Linked DNA regions of Mus musculus: region 2 is linked to region 1. A link is a contact called in public HiChIP or PLAC-seq data. All regions are on one chromosome and are shown on one strand. The core of a region is the stretch at or near the end of the contact, and the rest is flanking DNA. Distances in the headings are between cores, read along the strand shown.

Region 1 (5,941 bases), core at 212-2,711:
TATTTGTTTTATTTCTATTTTTCTTGGTGAACTCCAAGCATGAACGTGCTCTACGAATAATCTCTATCCCGCTCTACCTCTCCTGATTGAGACATTATCTAGCTGCTAGATATCCTTGAACGCCCTGTGTGGCCCAAACTGACCTTAAACTTATGACCCTCCTGCCTCTGCCTCCTGGTACCAAGGAAGGTTACAGGAATGTGCCAACCATTCCTGGGTTGGGGACGTTTTGTCTCTTCCTATGGTGGTGGCATGGAACTCGTGTTTATGCTTTACCGCAGAGCTTGGGCTTCTCTCTCCAGCCCCCTTCCCTCTTGCCCCACTGGGGATTCGTGCTGGGCAAGACCCCTTTGATGGAGCTACCCACTCAAATCCCCCTTTTCACTTTTGATTTTGCGATAGGATCTCATTACATTGTACAGGCTGGCCTTAAACTATTTGTGTGTTTTTGCTGGTCTAGAGCCTGCTTTGTGTGGGGCACAGCATTTTATGACTTTAATCCCAGCCCTCAGGAGGCAGATCTGCACATCTCTGTCAATTCAAGGCTAGCCTAGATTACATAGTAAGTTCTTGGACAGCCACGGGGCTATGTAGAGAACTGTTCAAAGGAAAAAAGAAGGCTACATCATAGATGAGGGCTGCACTGCCACACCCAGTTTATGGGGTGCCCAGAATCAAACCTAGGGCTTTGTATATGCTAGGCAAAAACTGTACCAGATGAACTACATCCCTAGACTGTTGAACTAGATGTAGTCCAGACAGGCCTTGAAGTGGAGAACCTTCTTCTTTAGCCTCCCAAGTGGTTGGGGATGGCAAGCCTGTGCCACTAGGCCTGGCTCTTTCAACCTTTTGTTGTATCATTTAAAAAACATTTACATATTTGTTGTGTGTGAGTAGGGGTGCACAATTGCCACAGAATACCTGTGGAAACGAGAGCACAGTGAGAGAAATGAAATGAAGGGAGCATTTAGTAAGCTCCTACTTAATATCACGCCTGTAGATCTTTAAGTGTCATTCTGAGGTTGCAGTTGTTAGTAATAGCTTTATTCTGGCATGAGGCTAATCCATAGCAATATGAACTGAGCTGCCAGTGGCCATGTCATCTGGGTTCATTTCTCTGTGAACATCGTGGTCCACAGCATGCAGCCAGTAATTGTTTATCCATCAAACAAGAGTATAGTCTGTTGTCTCCCCAAGGACAGAGACCAGAGCCTGATTTCAGCCCACTGAGTCAATTTCCCTTGTCTGTCTGGTAATTCAACAGCAAGGTCTATTGCCCTAGCAACTGCCCTTATACTGCCATGGCAACCGCCAGTGCAGACTTCTGTTCTCCACTTTGCCCCTTGGACATCTCCATGGCGATGCGCAGGATGAAGAGAAGGCCAGAGCCCTAATTCTGCGCCTGCGTACAGTAGGAGACAGTGGGGCGGGAGTGGGGGGGACGGGGACGCGGGGAGGGGGCAGGCTCCTGGATGTGCGCAGCCGCAGAGCGCTGCTGCTGTGCCTAATACCCATCGCTGCGCACTTGACAGCCAGTCCGCCCGTCCGGAGCCCGGCTCGTTGGGGCAGCATGGCGGGGTCGCCGCTGCTCTGCGGGCCGCGGGCCGGGGGCGTCGGCATTTTGGTGCTGCTGCTCTTGGGCCTTCTGAGGCTGCCCCCCACCCTGTCAGCGAGGCCCGTGAAGGTGCGACCTCAGTCAGCAGGGGGTGGGGGTGGGGTGGGGAGGAAGATGGGGGAAAGTGTTAATGAGGTATTTTCACAGGTATGCGCATAGGGCTTGGCTAGGGTGACCTGGCCTGCAGCTGACAGCCCCGCGCAGGCCAGGGGCAGTTTCAGGATGTGAGGATGATGTTGTTCAGGGCGCCCTGCCCATCCCTCAGCATCTGGGGCCTGGTTTAATCTCGATCCACGGGTGGCCCGTGGAGCTGTCCGTGGCACTAGGGTGTATTCAGAAAAGATATCTAAGCCTGTGATGTGATGACCGAAGTGTATAGGCATTGTTTCTTTTCAGTGTGACCTTTGGTTTGACTGCCCCTGAATGCCCTACAATACTAGGGATGCTTCTGGTTGACTTTTTGCGGGCCTGGTTGCTTTCTTAGTGGTACAGTGTGTATATTTGTGAATTCTTATGGGTGGTGACGTAGTATATGGGCGTATCTTTCTGTGTACTTGTGTGTTTCTGTGTTCATTTGTTTTTATTTTAGAAGGAGTGGTCCTTGTACCTTGGGGTACATATTTCATGGTGGCTTGGGTAAACTGAGTACTTGGGTTCTTCTACGTGCATCCACGAGACAGTTTCCTTTTTTTTCTTCTTCTTCTTTGTGGAGCTGTGTCATTGCAGGGAAAGAAGCCATGATGTCTCTGCATTGTGTTTTTAAAGACGATGCATGTCCTTGGTTGGCTCAGGTAGAGTAACTGAAGATCATTTCGCCAACAGGAATGTACACACAGGCACGAAAAAAAGACCACTTCTCGCAGTGGATATGGCAGTGTTGGGTTAAAATGTGTGACATTTTAAGGGCTGTGTGTGTGTGTGTGTGTGTGTGTAGGGATTGCTGGTGGGTGATTTCCCCGGCGCTGAGAGTGGTGGGTGCTGATCAAGGGCACGTGGAGCAGCTTGCTCCTCTACCTCTTCAAAGCTGTTGAGAGATCAGAGGAGAATTTTTAAAACCATTTGATAGCCTCGCGCCCCCCATAGGCATTACCTTCTATTTTCCACCCATTGAGTCCGTTCTTTGCTTTGCAGCTCATCTTTAAACGACCCATTGTTTCATTCCTCCTGCTTCTGGAACATCCGAGAAATGCAATCAAGCTAGGCATCTGCTTCCTGATGGTCACTAGGGGTCACTAAGAAGTCCTTGGCTTTGATAGACTTAGGTCATCTGCAGTGGGATTCTAGAATTTGCCTTTGTGTGTGTGTGTGAGATTCATTTATATTGAAGTGTACAGTTATAGTTAATTTATTGGTGCGCATTATCATCTTCCATGTGTGTATCATGAGTATCCTACTAAGTCATTGTTTATTTCCGTGCTGTTCTTTCCTTCACCCCACCCCCTACTTTTATGCTGTTATAAAAATGCTGCTGTGATGTTTCAAGAATTTACATCCTGCAGGCTGACTGTAACACCCAACCCATTCTTCTCTTGAGACACAGGCAATTTCTCTTTCAAAATGATTTTTGCAAAATTTTGTTTTGTTTCTTGAGGTAGGATTTCTCTCTGTAGTCCAGGCTGCCCTGGAGCTCCCTTTGTAGAGGAGGCTGGCCTGAAACTCAGGGATCTGCCTGCGTAGGCTGGGAATTAAAGGCGTGAACTCTCCCACACCTGGCTTATTTTTGCAAGTTTAATTTCCAACAGAGAAATGTTATAGTGTTATTCCAAACCTGGCACCTGCCCCAACCCCCCCCCCAAAAAAAACGAAGAAGAGAAAAGAAACTAACGGTAACAGCATAGCATCCAGAGGATTCAGGACAAGTTTTGAGATTGTGTGAATCCTAGAGGTGTTCTAGTGGTCTGAAGTGCCCTTGGAGATATTTAGGGGTTTCCCGGGACCTTAGACACGATAGGAATTTTGGAGGGGCCCAGTGAATGAGGTGGTCATTGAAAATCCATGGAGCCCCACCCCTAGTTGTGCATCTCTGGCCAGACAATGACGATATTTTTTTCCTTCACCCCATCTTCTCACAGGAGCCCCGCAGTCTGAGCGCAGCATCCGCGCCCTTGGTTGAGACGAGCACTCCCCTCCGCTTGCGTCGGGCCGTGCCCCGAGGAGAGGCGGCGGGTGCGGTGCAGGAGCTGGCGCGGGCGCTGGCGCACCTGCTGGAGGCCGAGAGACAGGAACGCGCGCGTGCTGAGGCGCAGGAGGCTGAGGATCAGCAGGCGCGTGTCCTGGCGCAGCTGCTGCGCGCCTGGGGCTCTCCGCGTGCCTCGGACCCGCCCTTGGCCCCCGACGATGACCCGGACGCTCCAGCTGCACAGCTCGCCCGTGCTCTGCTCCGAGCTCGCCTAGACCCGGCCGCCCTGGCAGCCCAACTTGTCCCCGCCCCTGCCGCTGCGCCGCGACCCCGGCCCCCAGTGTATGATGATGGCCCCACTGGCCCAGACGTCGAGGATGCCGGCGACGAGACTCCTGACGTGGACCCTGAGCTGCTGAGGTGCGGGGACCAAGGGGGAGGGAGGGCAAGGGCAGAGGGCTTCATGCACTGGGGGTAAAATCACTACTAAAGTGCTGCGCTGGAGCCTGAGAAGTGAGGTCGCGGGTCCTGAGTACAAGGGGACGGAAGCCCAGGGACCCCTGACTGGTGGGACAATGCAGGAGTAAGGGCTCCCCGGAGTGGTGGTGGATCGGTTTCTGCAGGAAGTGGTCCTGGTGGTGGGCAGTTTCTGGAATGGAAGGCCGGGACCTCTGACTTCCTCGGAAAGTAGTGGTGAGTTCCGCAGGCTCGAGTGAGGGTTACAAGCCATACGGAATTAGAAAATTGCCTTGTCCGGGTTCTGAACCACAGCGATGGCAAATACATCCTGACCGCATTCCGCAATCCTTGCAGGTACTTGCTAGGGCGGATCCTCACCGGAAGTTCGGAGCCAGAGGCTGCTCCTGCCCCGCGCCGCCTCCGCCGATCTGTGGACCAGGATTTGGGTCCCGAGGTGCCCCCTGAGAACGTACTGGGGGCTCTGCTACGCGTCAAACGCCTGGAGAACCCCTCGCCCCAGGCGCCGGCACGCCGCCTCCTGCCTCCCTGAGCGCTGCTGCATCCTGCACGCCCTGGAACCCAGGAGCGCCCCAGCAACCCTGACTCCCTGCCAGCACGTCCAAGGCTGCTTACCCCAGCAACCTCCCATCCCCTGAGCCCTCAATAAATGCCATCTGTAGCAGCTGTTTGTCTGAGCGCCCTGTACTAGGGGGCCGGTGGGCTGGGTGACAATGATAATGGAATAGTGGCTGTCCTACTGAGGACAGCACAGTACTGTTTGGGACCTGTACTGGTAAGGAATACATGCCTGCTTCCTCTGGACTTTGCGGGTCTCACCGGGTGCCTGGGCTACCCTTCTAGGCTTCACTGAGGCGGGTTCCCTGGGAGGCTCTGAGGTTACTTTCAGCGTCTGCCAGGGGTCCACAGCACTTAGCCAAGGGGCTATGGATTCACTCGTGGTCTGCCAGGACCAGGCTTGTTGTGAGGGCCCCAGGTGGATCACAGACATCCAGCACTGTATCAGCAACTGCCAAGCACTGCTTACACGGGGCTCTGAATATTCACTCCAACCATTGCCTTTGCCCTGGCCACTTGTTCTATTCTCAGTATGTGCAAGTTTTTGCACTTCATAGTCCTTTCTTACCCTTCCTGTCACTGTCTTGTGTTGGACAAGGAAGGAGGTTGTTTTGTTTGTTTTGAGGTGTATCCAAAGCACGGTTGGGCAGTTTCTCAAGGCTTTTTTTTTTCCTATTAAAAAAAAATTGATACCCAGTCTTACTATGTAATCCTGGTTGTCCTGAAACTCACTCGGTACACCAGGCTAGCCTCAAACTCAGAGATTCATCTGCCTGCTTCCCTGAGAGCTGGGATTAAAGGTGACTGCCACACTTGGCTCCTTCTTTTTAAAAATATTCTTAACTGCTGTTGGGCCCGGTGGTATATGTCTTTTTAATCCCAGCACACTGGAGGCAGTGGCAGGTAAATCTCTGTGCCTTAAAGGCCAGACTAATCTACAAAGTGAGTTCCAGGAGAGTTACATGGAGAAACTCTATTTAAAAAAAAAAATCCTAACTGCTGAGTTTTCAACTTTGTCTTCCTTTTGGAAGCAGTCTCACTATTGTAGCTCTGGCTATCCTGGAAGATCTCTTGAACTTCCAGCGGGGCTACATAGTAAGAACCTGTCTCCAGAAAAGGCAAGAAGAAAAGAAAAACAAAGATTTAGTATAAAGGAAGCTTTGAATCCTGAG
Region 2 (6,224 bases), core at 3,597-6,096, 250 kb after region 1:
GGAGGTAGGGAGTGAGAGAACAAATATACTTTCAAAGGCTAAAAGGAGTCAACGGGGAAAGAGAAACCATTTATGAAATACTGATAAACAGTAGGGAAATTGAAAGTGTGTTTAAAAACAGGCACAGGATTTCTGCAAACACAAACCTGTCGAGTGAGAAAACCTGGCATGGGCTAACAGAGGCTATAAATAGTCTTTACATAACCCACTTTGGGTGAGTGTGCACACATTTCCTGCAGACACATCCAAGCATTTCAATATGGGCTTCTGGCCCAGACCCTATCTGTGGTATTATATAATATATATGATACATACTACATTTTCATCATAAAGTTGTCAAACTTGCCAAACCTTAAACTAATATAGAAATCAGAAAGGCCGGGTGTGGTAGCCCACGCCTTTAATCCCAGCACTCGGGAGGCAGAGGCAGGTGGATTTCTGAGTTCGAGGCCAGCCTGGTCTACAGAGTGAGTTCCAGGATAGCCAGGGCTACGCAGAGAAACCCTGTCTCGAAAAACCAAAAAAAAAAAACAAAAAACAAAAACAAAAACAAAAAAACAAAAACAAAAAAAAAAAAAACCCCAGAATTCTAATGTTTTCCCCCTGAAACTGCATGAAATTATTTTAAGATTCACAAGAACAAATTCATGTTTAAGAATAGCTAAGAAAAAGAACATCAGGAGGATGACAAAGGCTTTTTTAAAAATTAAAACTGACCACAAAAATCACTGTCATTAAACATAATAGTGTTAGCCCTATGTAAATCCCAGCACTTGGGAAGAAGAGGCCGGTGAACCTCTGTAAGTTTCAAGCCAGCCAGGGCTACATAGTAAGACCCCATCTAAAAAAAAGTGTGTGTTATATATATATAGTTACACACACACACACACACACATACATACATATATATGGCTAGAGAGATGGCTCAGTGATTAAGACCACTAGCCAGGCGTGGTGGTGCATGCCTTTAATCCCAGCACTTGGGAGGCAGAGGCAGGTGGATTTCTGAGTTCGAGGCCAGCCTGGTCTACAAAGTGAGTTTCAGGACAGCCAGAGCTATACAGAGCTATACAGAGAAACCCTGTCTCAAACAAACAACAAACAAACAAACAAACACCACTAACTTCTTCCCGAGGTCCTTGTACTTCCAGGGCCTACACAGTGGCTCACAATCACCTTAATTCCAGTTCTAAGGGGTCCAATGCCTTCCTCTGGCCTCCAAGGACACCAGGCATGTAGGTGGTACACACACACACACACACACACACACACACACACACACACACACACACACCCCTAAGGGGTATAAAGAAGGTATAAAAGTCTTTGGAGCTAGAGTTACAGGCAGCCATGAGCTGCTGCATTGTTGGTGCTGGGAAGCAGCAGAACTCAGATCCTCTGAAAGCACTATGAGTTCTTAACTGCTGAGCCAGCTTTCCAGCCCATACCTTTTCTTTCTTTCTAAAATATATTTCTCTCTATGTGTATGAGTGGATTTACCTGCACGCATGCTTGTACACTTTGTGCAAGCCTGGTGCCTATGGAGGCTAGAAGAAGGCAGCAGAGCCCCTGGAACCTGAGTTAAAGACAGTTTTAAGCTAGCATATGGTTGCTGGGAACTGAAGCCAGGTTTCTGCAGTAGCAGCGAGTCCTCTTACTGAGCCAGCATCCAGCCCCAGCCCTAGAGCTTTTTGTTTTTTGTTTTGAGATGGCCTCACTAAGCTGCCTAGGCTGACCATGAACCCACTGCGCAGGCAGGTCTTAAACTTGTCATCTCTGCCTCAATCTCGCAACTATCTCAATTGTTTTCCCTTTGTGTTGGGGGAGAAAGAGGGAGAAAGTTTCTGATTATGTAGCCTAAGCTGGCCTTGAGCTCACAGAAATCCTTCTGTCTCAGCCCGATTGCAGGGGCTTACAATAATCCTCCTGTCTTTGCTTCTTTCTGCTTCTTGATTGCTAGGATCACAGACATGTGGTCCTCTACCCAGCTGTTTCGGTGAGCATTGTAGAGGACTTATGCATACTACTACTGTACAAGCATTCTTTTTTTTTTTTTTTTTTTTTTTTACTTATTCATTTACTATATGTGAGTACACTGTAGCTGTTTTCAGAGACTCCAGAAGAGGGCGTCAGATCTCATTACAGATGGTTATGAGCCACCATGTGGTTGCTGGGATTTGAACTCAGGACCTTCAGAAGAGCAGTCAGTGCTCTTAACCACTGAGCCATCTCTCCAGCCCTGTATAAGCATTCTTATACTATTAAGTTACATCTCCAGCCCCAGACAGTTTTTTTTTCTTTCTTTTTTTTTTTTTTTTTTTTTTTGCTTTTCAAGGATTTCTCTGTGTAGGCCAGGCTGGCCTCAGGAAGCAGAGGCAGACAGATGTCTGAGTTTGAGGCCAGACTGGTCTACAGAGTGAGTTCCAAGACAGCCAGGGCTACACAGAGAAACCCTGGCTCAAAAAACCCAGATAGATAGAGAGAGAGACAGACAAACAAGGAAACTATTAGTAGCAATAATAATAATAATAATAATAATAATAATATAAAGAAAATTATCACAAATGTCCAAATTGGTTCAAGGTCCTGGCTTGATAATCTACCAAGTGTAGAGGCGAAATGGGCTCCTCAGAGAGACTCAACCTTCCACTGAGTCACATGCTTGTTGCTTTCAGAGCCATGAAAATGGACTCAAGGGGCTGGAGAGATGGCTCAGCTGTTATGAGCCACTGGGCTCATAATAGAGGACCTTAGTTCTATTCCTAGCACACACACTGCAGCCCACAACTATCTGTAACTCCAGCCCCAAGATCTCTAATCCTCTTCTGTCCTCCCTGGGCACCAGGCATGCACATGGTGCACATATTCACATGCAGGCAAAACACCTATACACAGAAAATAAATAAGGAAAGCAATATGATCTCAAGAATGCCATTAACAGGGCTGCAGAGATGGCTCAGTGGGTAAGAGCACTGGCTGCTCTTCCAGAGGTCCTGAGTTCAAGTCCCAGCAACCACATGGTGACTCACAACCATCTATAATTAGATCTGATGCCCTCTGCTGCAGGTGTACATGCAGGCACAAGGCTGTGTATATTTAAGTAAATCTTTTATTTTTAAAGAATGGCATTAACAATATTATACTACACAGTCCATATACTCGACACTTAAGAGTATATCATGGTCTTCCAAAGCATTTGGGTTCAATTCTCAGCAACCATGTTGGAGCTCACAACTGTTTGTAATTCCAGTTCCAGGGAATCCGACACCCTCACACAGACATACATGTAGGCAGAACACCAATGTACATAAAATACAAATAGCTTTAAAACGTTTTATAAAAAGAGTATAACATGTAGATCATAAGCCAATTGTATATAAATATGAATATACTCTCATGTCCCTACATATGACTAAATTTGTTTGTAAAGAGTAAAGGACCTGTAAGGTTATACAGCAAACTGATCACTCAAGCAGAAGGTGTGTGTGTGAGAGAGATGTATAAAGTTAAGCATAGTGTTCCCTAGAGTATGTAGGACTTTTGTGTTGTTTTGTTTCGCTTTTTGAGGCAAGGTTTCTCTGTGTAGCCCTCGCTGTCCTGGAACTCACTCTGTAGACCAGGATGGCCTCGAACTCAGAAATCTGCCTGCCTCTGTTTCCCAAGTGCTGGGATTAAAGGCGTGTGCCACCACTGCCCGGCCTAGCATTGTTTAAAAACATTTTCATTTCTGTTTATTTTCTGTGATACTGTGAATCAAACCCAGGGTCTCCCGAATGCTAGGCAAGTGCTCTATCACTAAGCTTTATCGCTGGCCCTCACGCTCATTTCTGATTATTATCGCAATACTAGGCACTGAATTCAGGGCCTAGCAAATGTAGCTCAAATCCTGAGCGCACTGTTTACTTGCCCACACTGGCCTTGAACTCAACTACAGCACAGGACCCTCTGATCTTACAAACTTTCAGTCCCCTGGGCCTCATTTTTTTATTTTTAATAAGGTGAATGTGTTTAGTAGGTTACTAAACAGTTTCATGTCAGTTTCCCCAAGAAATTCCTTTTACCAAGATCAGGCATTTAGACAGAAGCCAGAATTCCCTCAGGGGCTTGAAGAGTTATTTCCTCCTAGACAAAAGTGTTTATTTTCTCCTTACCTCTGGCCAAAGAGACCTGGGCTCTTGCTTTAGGTCTTGGTTAGCGAGTCAGATCTGTGCTAGTCTCCAGGCTCCCTCCATGATGGTATCCTTTCGCTTTTAACCAAGGGGCTCCCCCATGGCACCTCACTCACTCCTCTCTGCTCTCCTGAGACAGACTTGGCAATTTGGAAAACACACACACACACACACACACACATATATACATACACACACACACACACACACACACATATATACACACACACATACACACACACACACATATATACACACACACACACACACACACATACACACACACACATACACACACATACACACACATACACACACACACACACACACACACACACACACACACACACACGCTCTCACGCGCGCTCTCTCTCTCTCTCTCTCTCTCTCAGCACTCCATTAATTTCTCTTTTACATATTAAAAAGCTTTTCAGTTGAAAGTCTATGAGGTGCCGGTGCTCACTGAGACCAGACACTTCACCTGACCTGAGTGTTGGGAACTGAACTTGGGTCCTCTGCTACAAATGTATATTCTCTGAGTCACTAAACATTCCTGTAGGCCCTGAATTTTAACTTCGCTGGGGCAGTGGCGGCACATGCCTTTAGTCCCAGCACTCAGGAGGCAGAGGAAGGCAGGGGCTGGCAGATCTCTGAGTTGAAGGCCAGCCTGGTCTACACAGAAACTCAGAAATCCGCCTGCCTCTGCCTCCCGAGTGCTGGGATTAAAGGCATGTGCTACCACACCTAGTCCTCTCCTTAGCATTTTAATGGAGACAAATTAAAATGACAAATTAATTCAGTTAAATAAGAATAGGCCCTGGGAAGTTGGCTGAATTGGTGAAGCACTTGCGGTATAAGTATAACAGTTTGTATCTCTGCTGCAGGCTAAAGCCAGGGGTGGGCTAGTGAGATGGCTCAAGTCCAGTGACCTGACTTCTAGCCTCAAAAAGACAGATGTTGTGGTATGCATTCCCATCTATAATCCCAGTACTCCTGTGGCAAAATAGGCTAGTAGAGAAAAGAATTGCCTGAAATTGCCGGGCCAGCTAGCCTAGGAGTATACAGTATAGCAAGAGAAAAAGAGACCCGGCCTTAACGAAGAGGAAGGAAACACTGACTCTTGAAAAACTGTCCTCTGACTTCCACATGTGTTTCACACACACACACACACACACACACACACACACACACACACACACACACACACACAGATTCACACATGCAAACAGATGATAGGCGAAAGCCTGTACTTGGAGCAGTGAAGTAATAAAAGCAGAAGCATCTTACTTCTGCTTCCTGGCCAGCCATGGAGCCAGTCAGCAGGCTCAACTTTTAGTAAAAGACCCTGTTGGCAGAGTTACATGGACAAGTGATGGAGGAAGACGAGCAACACTGATCCCTGGTCTCCAAACTCCTGCACATGTACATCACATACTCACACAAATGCACACCTATGAACACATATGCAAACAAGAAGAAAACCCTTATAAGACTTTCATGAAACATTTTAGGGCTGGGGAGATGGCTCAGTGGAAAAGTGCTTGTCTACCATGTGCAAGGCTCTGGCTTCCATTCCCAGTACTGAAACAAATCCAGAAAGTAACATTTTTATGAAAGGAAACACTAAAACTTTCATAACCTGAATGTGGTGTTTTATACTTGGAATCTTAGCACCTAGAAGGAAGGCCAAGGCAGCCTGAACTATACAGTTAGAGCCTGTTAGGAAACAAAGGAAAGGAAGGCCCCACACAGCCAGTGAGATGGACCAACAGGCAGAGGTGCCTGTTACCAAGTCTAGTGACCTGGTTCAACCTGCAGAACCCACATGGTGGAAGGACAGCATCCCACAAGTTGTCCTCTGTGTACCATGCATGCCATGGCATGCAGGTGCATGTGAGCCCATGCAGCATGGCTCAGTAGGTTGATGAGCTAAATTCAATCCCCAAGACTCCCACGAGAGAAGGAAGAACTGACTTCTGAAAGTTGTCTTCTGACCTACACATGCATTCTTTGGTATGTCTGTGGACACACACACACATATACAAAATAAGTATC

Evidence for each region. HiChIP or PLAC-seq counts read pairs in DNA pulled down with a chosen protein or histone mark.
Region 2: a contact with region 1 is called in an H3K27ac HiChIP or PLAC-seq map of embryonic stem cells, with 5 read pairs. The contact joins the enhancer-like site here to the promoter of Pcsk1n in region 1. A contact is called at or near these places in 1 of 39 promoter capture datasets (neural stem cells), 1 of 115 datasets of contacts at active chromatin or transcription factors (embryonic stem cells) and 2 of 9 other capture datasets (adipose tissue and liver).

Annotation. Positions count from the first base shown.
Region 1 is chrX:7,918,361-7,924,301 of GRCm38.p6, forward strand. Pcsk1n (proprotein convertase subtilisin/kexin type 1 inhibitor) reads left to right here and starts at 1,462. Exons shown (of 3, transcript NM_013892.3): 1 at 1,462-1,684; 2 at 3,688-4,154; 3 at 4,548-5,941. The coding sequence starts at 1,571. The coding sequence ends at 4,743. Eras (ES cell-expressed Ras) reads right to left here. Exons shown (of 2, transcript NM_181548.2): 2 at 5,916-5,941.
Region 2 is chrX:8,163,040-8,169,263 of GRCm38.p6, forward strand. All of the region lies in intron 3 of Tbc1d25 (TBC1 domain family, member 25), which reads right to left. Among named protein-coding and RNA genes, the nearest start is that of Tbc1d25, 9.8 kb to the right of the region's middle. Within about 2 kb of position 4,847, at least 33 of the 459 cell types and tissues checked have an H3K27ac peak or open chromatin away from gene starts, as enhancers often do. A contact at or near this core is called in embryonic stem cells, where this site is marked.